Linked DNA regions of Mus musculus: region 2 is linked to region 1. Evidence: chromatin contacts called from public Hi-C data. All regions are on one chromosome and are shown on one strand. Each heading gives the region's core, a stretch centred on a gene start, on an enhancer-like site or on the middle of the called end of the contact. The rest is flanking DNA. Distances are from core to core; before and after follow the strand shown.

Region 1 (3,308 bases), core at 436-2,935:
CACATGTCTCCTGAAATACTTTGAAGTAATTTGAAGGCTCAGCTCAGATGTGGCCTTGGGAACTAAGCAATGATGGGAACTGGAGTGCTCAGTGTTAGACCCTATGAAGCAGGGGCTAGGCTTATTCATCTTTGGATCTGATCCTTTCCCATAGAGGGCTTCCTTGCATGATTGGTCATATTGCTATAGGACAGTGACCCATTGCTTTTTCTTGAAAATAGTTACAATTACAATCAATAATGTTAACTGAAAGATTGTCATTTGTACAGAGTCTTAGCAATGGCATACCTTTGGATTTAGATTTGAACTATACACCATCAAATTACCTTTGTTAAAAAGAATATTTTGTGAAATTGGATTTGTTTGAGAGAGCTTTGTGCCATGGACACTGTTTATGTAAGAATTAGTCTGTGTTAGGGTTGCAATTGCTGTGATAAAACACCATGACCAAAAGGGACTCAGGGACGAAAAGGTTGGTTTCACTCACAGCTCCATGCAAGAGTTCATCATCAAAAGCAGTGAGGGCAGGAACTCAAGCAGGTCAGGAACCTGGAGGCAGGAGCTGATGCAGAGGCCATGGAGGGCTGATGCTTGCTGGCTTGTCCTATCAACTTGTTCAGCCTGCTTTCTTAGATAAACCAGGACCACAAACCTAGGGGCATACCACTCACAATGGGCTGGGTCTCCCCACCCCCGCCCCAATCAATCACTAATTGAAAAAGTGCCTTACAGGCTTGCCTACAGTCTAATCTTATAGAGGCTTGGTCTCATCTGAGATTCTTCTTTCTGTGATGACTCTAACATGTCAAATTGACATAAAACTAACACATGGCCCCTTTAATAACTGGACCCAAAGATGTACTCTGGTATCACAGATGAATCTTGGGTAGTTTCTTGGGATCTAGGAATCCATGTTCTGCCTCATCGGCCCCCTGTACTTTGGTTGGCTGTCTCTAGAAGTCAGAACTGTTTTCTTCTGTAAATCAGGCCTCTCCACAGGAAGTGTGATTGCAGTCAGAGAGCTGTCTTTCTAGAGCACTCCATGAAATTCTAGTAGTGTTCTGCAGAAATGTCTGCTCCTGCCCAGTGAGGAGGGGTGGGTAGATTTCCAAGCTTGATGGTTTAAAGTCATGCAGGTCACAGCCACTACCACATGTCTGCCTTTGTGTGTGAATGTACCCTTGAAAATGAATCAAAGTGTATTTTTGTTCGGGGCTTTTTGCATAAAAGAATTCCGGTGACAACAAACTGAAAAATGGCTTTTGTTATGTGGTAATTATTCTCTCAGTTCTTTTCTGAGACATGAGTTTTGTTTGTTGGCTTTTCTTGGAGGGCGGCATGCTGTCATAGGCGGGATTTTGGATCCCTAGATACAACTTGATGAGTCCCCGCACATGTGCCTGCCCGCTCTCTTCAGCTTTCTCTGTCCCATCTGAATTGTTCCCTGAGAGATTTCTTGGGTTAATCATCAGTAAGTCTATAATTCTAATACAAATAGTAAGCTATTTTCTTTTCAGTAGCACTTTATTCTACTCTGACTTCTGCTGTGACCGTTTCCCACACGTCTGGGTCTGTCTGTCTCTTAAGGGACTGAGAAGGGTCAGCGAGGGTACCATTTGCTTCTTTCTGTGCCCTATATTGCATTGTGCAAGGAGTCTTTGCCCCCACGGAAGCATGCCATTAATCATGCTTGCTGTCTTCCCATTAGGTGACCCATGTGACCATTCCACTTCTCTTTAGTAACCCCTGGGCAGTCCTTGTGTTCAGAATTGTTATTCTTGCAGATGTGAGACATCTTTATTATGTTTTGGCTTGTGGTTGTTTGGCTTGGTTTAAGTTGACAACACACACACATAGATATGCATATACACACACATGCACGTGTACACATACATAAACATACAAAAACATGCATATGTATACATACACACATGCATGTGTACACATACACATAATTATACATGCATGCACACAGAAAAGCATGCATGCACACACAAATGCACACACTGAAACACACATGTATGTGTGGACACACACACATAAAAACACACGGCCACACCCCCTTACCTTTACCCTCTGACTTAAAGTCACCCAAGGGTTGCAGTATCAGAACACAAGGTACATTTGTAACTTGTGTGACGTGGATTTGATGCAGGGAATGCCGAGGCAATGGGGAACTCCTTCTTACAAACACCGGAGAATACATCTAACATGGTGGAGAAGGGAGGGGAGATGAACCAAGTTCTACTTCTTTGCAGTTCAGTGTCTTCTTGGACTTGGACCCGGCAACCGTTTCCTATGCATCTGCCCTCAGTCACAGACGGCACGGAGAAGTGAGCATATGGAGTCTTACGCAACCCTCAGAAGGTTGTTCATGGGAGCCTGATTACGTCAGCTCCACAGACCCGGCAAGAAGTGTAGGGGGCGTTAGAGAGTGAGATTGAACCAGAACTGAGGTCAGGAATGTGGAGGGAGCTCAGCTGGCAAAAAACTCTGCGTAAGGCTGATGACTTGAGTCCAGTCCCTGGAAGGGGAGAATCGGCACCACAGAATTGTCCTCAGTGCCACATGCACAGCACGTGACCTGTGGATTCCCTCCTCCCCTTCCCTCTGTCTCATACACTCACAATAGTAATTATGTAAACTAAATGGCAGCACTAAGGTCATCTGAATCTTTGCATCATGCTACTTCCGGTGGCTGCATCCAATGTGTACAACTGCTTCATTTTAAAGGGGAACTGTTTTCTCCTTCCTGGCGCAGCCTCTGTACACAGAGGAGCAGGGAACCTGCAGACCACTCTTCACAGTGGTGCCTCCAGGGCTTAGGACTCAGATCTGGATGTGGTAAGTGTGCTCAGCAAGGGGTTGTCCTCGCTGGGTTTTCCTTGGTCACTATTACAGCTGGTGTCTTTGTAGACCTGTTGAGAGTGCTCATCTCCCACCAGTTCAGTGTCACAGAAGGGAAGGAACACACTTCGGGAACTACCCCTGGGGTCAAATCTTTCTTCTAGCTCCTGCTAGCTGGATGACCTTGGTCAAATTCCTCCATTTTCCTTCAAAGAAATTTCCTCATCTGAAAAAAAAATCATCATAATAATAAATGTGATAATGAAAGCACCAACTAGAAAATATTGGCTTTGGCAAGAAAGATGCTTGACAGATGTCACCTGTCTCCTTTCCCATGGTCCCAGGGGTGGACAACCTCTTTCCAATTAATTTTATACTTGACAGAGAGGAAAGCCAATCAAAGCCCAATTAGTACAAACTAGTGTGGGATAGGTTCCAGGTACAAAACTAAGTGCTTCTGA
Region 2 (3,206 bases), core at 112-2,611, 400 kb after region 1:
CCCGTTACCAGAAAGGAGGTTATTCTGGGTCACCTTCCTTTCATCGAGTCATCTAGAAATGACTTATTTTCAGGCATCTTTGTTAAGATTCAAATGCTGTCATAAAATATCTTCATCACAATAAAAATGCAAAGTGCAGAGCTGTGGTTCTGCACCATGTCACAGAGGGACGCAGAGACATCATTCAAATGTGTTTGGGCCAGTTACTGCACATGCGCTTGCAGGCTGATGGGAAGTTAAAAATAGCACACTCCATTAACAGGGAGAAAAAAGAAAAGAGTCTTCTCCAACTAAGTAAGTGCCTTCTCTTTGTCCTTATTTTATAGACACAAGCCCCCTCCAGATTCTGAGCAAACTTGCATTTTGATTTTCAGCAAGTGTTTGGACCTAGCAGCACACAGCTGCAATGTGAGGCAACCCGGGAAACCGCAAAGACACAAACAGAGCTAGAAGCAGCAGAGAATGAGGCAGCCTTCCCTCCCCCGGACAGCCTGCCATCTCCTTATGATCTTTAAAGATCATATCTATCACGTATCTTTAAGAGGGTGTATTGCCCGGGCTCTCTGGGGTCACAGAGGAGTTTTAATATAAGGATATATGGCAGTATTGGGAAGCAGTAGTAACTGAAACACGTTGTGGTAAGTTCAAGTTGTTAATGATTTGGATTCTGTTTTTAAAATGAGAGCATCTCATTTATATTACAAATGGGGAGCTCAGATCCACACACCCCCTCCCCAGAAGCAAGAGATGTGTTCAGATTTACTCTCTCTCTAGAGGTCTTTAACTCTGGCTTGGGATAGTACTAGACCAACAGAGGCAGGTCTAAGAACTTCAACTGAAGGGACAAGCCCTGGGGATTATGAATTCCAGTTTATCCTGGACAGGTTCAAGGGATGGAAAGGTCATATACTTATATAGTCTGTCTGAAGTTATTTCCTTATCAGGCAATTGGAAATAAAATCATAAACTATAAACTACATCATAAGGTACTAAAATGAGTTCATGTACACACACACACACACACACACACACACACACACACAAATATGTTCCCATGTCAGGAGAGCAAAGAGATATAATCAAACTCTGAGGGTTACATAATAAAATTTGATCATTTTAGGCTAAACACAGTCTGAATTGCTGCCATGTTAGCCCCAAAAATCTATCTTAGAGAGTCCCTACGTGATGAACCTGGCTGTGTTTCAACAGAACTATATCAAAGGCTGGCTCCAGCTTGAGGCCCTTAACTGCCAGGCCTGGGTCAGGGCTCCCACTGTATTCAGCCACCACCACCCCCCTTCTCAACCACCTCTTTTCTGGGTACAGGACTTGTGAGTCAGCCCAGGCCTTATTTTTGGAGCACCAGCTTTTTAAAGCCAAACATAGCTCACTGGAGGGGTTTAAAATACATAGTCATCTGCACAGAGGGGAGGAAAGCTCACAGTACATTTGTAACCAGAGTCACAGCTATCTTCTTGGTGAGTGTGTGTGTGTGTGTGTGTGTGTGTGTGTGTGTGTGCCCGCGCACACGCGCACGTATTTTGGCTCATAACCTATATAGAAATGACACAGGAGAGAGAACGTAGCCGTGGATTTCACTGAACTGTGATATAAGGCTAGGTAGCACCAGAAGCAACACTTCTGCCTCCACCTCTAACTTCTTACCACCCACTCACATTGATTTTTCCCTTGTCACTCTAAGATTATGAAGAAGTTTTGGCAGATCGAGGTGGAAACAGTTGGTGACCTTCCCTCACAGACCTGGCTGTTTGAAGACTTGAAGTCTGCCACGGGTTAGATCTTGTATGTTCCCCAAAGTCCTGAGTGCCCAAGGCTTAGTCCCCAAGCTGGTAGACCAGGAGGTGGTAGAGATATTTGATGTTAATGATGGGTGGACAGTCTTTGGATCACTGAAGGTATGGTCGACCTTGAGGGGAATAGCACACCCTGACTCCCTCTTCATGTTGTCTCTTCTTCCTGGCCAAGAGATGAGAGGGGGTTTCTCCAGTGTGTGCACCTGCCTTGATCAACCACTTCTACACAGCCCCAAAGCATGGGTTAACCTCTGAACTCTTTAGAAGGTTGAACCTCTAAACAGAGAACCTTTTCTCTTTATAAGGTGATGGTCTCGGTCATTTCTTATAGTAACTAAAACCTGACTTACACACAGAGCTACACGTTGAGCATCATCCTGGACATTTAACACGAGGGGGCAAAGGTCATGGACGAACCAGAACATCCATGTGCAATATTTGGTTCATACGTTTTGACCTTTCAAAAATAGTCAAACGAGCTCATTTGCTGCTGTGTTTAACAAACTCAACCAATGTCCTCATGTCCTCAGCCTGAGGAAAGGGACATTCAAGAGTGCCCCAGCTTGCCCTCAGAGTGTACCATGTCTGTCTTGTCCACGCCGGGCCTATTGTTTCACCAGGTCCTTGCCCGAGTGTCATGGAGTCAGTCTTCTTCAAGGAGAGTGACTGCTGGAAGCCGTGTCTGTTAATTTAAACTGAGGAGCAATTTGAATATTCTGGGATGGCTGGGAGACACACAAAACATCTCTGGTGAGTTCTAAAGTCGGGCAGTACTGAATGGATCATCTCTCAGGCCATTGTTTGGTTAATCTGTGAGGAAGCTAGAATTAGTCTTCCTCAGGAGAAAATAATATGAATTTGTACGCAGATTTGAGTATGTTCGCCTTCACGGTGTGCACTGGGGTCACCTTGAGACACAGGAGTCAACATCTACGACAGGCTTGAAAAGAAGGACGCACATGGCCTGGACAGCAACTTCGTCTTGACCTCATAAAGAAGCTGTGCCCTGGGATCAGAGCAACTGTGTTAAAATGCTGAAGACCATGCTTTGGCTCACAGAATAAAGAGCTTAACCATAAACTGCACTCTTACATGGACCACATGATCTTGCTGTAAGAAAAAAAAAAAAAAAACCAACTAGCTCCAGGATGGGCTTGATCCCTGGAGAAAAGTTCAGAGCTGCTTAAGAAAGTACTTTCCTGTCTCAAGGAGCCAGACATTGAGCGTCGTCTTGGACATCAAACACAAGAGTGCAAAGGTCGTGGAGAAGCCAAAACGTCCATCTGCAATATTTGGTTCAAAGGCTTTGCCCTCTCAAAAACAGTCAGCTACCACCATAGAAATTGTAAGAAATGAGTCCTGATGGAAAGTCTACACAGAGAGCGCACATGA

What was found. A called contact is a pair of places that touch in the nucleus more often than the background predicts.
Region 2: a contact with region 1 is called in a Hi-C map of cerebral cortex, with 4 times the contacts expected there. The contact joins two enhancer-like sites. A contact is called at or near these places in 2 of 484 Hi-C or Micro-C datasets (cerebral cortex and cortical neurons).

Annotation. Positions count from the first base shown.
Region 1 is chr8:23,815,351-23,818,658 of GRCm38.p6, forward strand. All of the region lies in intron 3 of Zmat4 (zinc finger, matrin type 4), which reads left to right. Among named protein-coding and RNA genes, the nearest start is that of Zmat4, 150 kb to the left of the region's middle. Within about 2 kb of position 1,686, at least 10 of the 459 cell types and tissues checked have an H3K27ac peak or open chromatin away from gene starts, as enhancers often do. A contact at or near this core is called in cerebral cortex, where this site is marked.
Region 2 is chr8:24,215,495-24,218,700 of GRCm38.p6, forward strand. No RefSeq gene overlaps it. Among named protein-coding and RNA genes, the nearest start is that of Gm30633, 170 kb to the right of the region's middle. Within about 2 kb of position 1,362, at least 27 of the 459 cell types and tissues checked have an H3K27ac peak or open chromatin away from gene starts, as enhancers often do. A contact at or near this core is called in cerebral cortex, where this site is marked.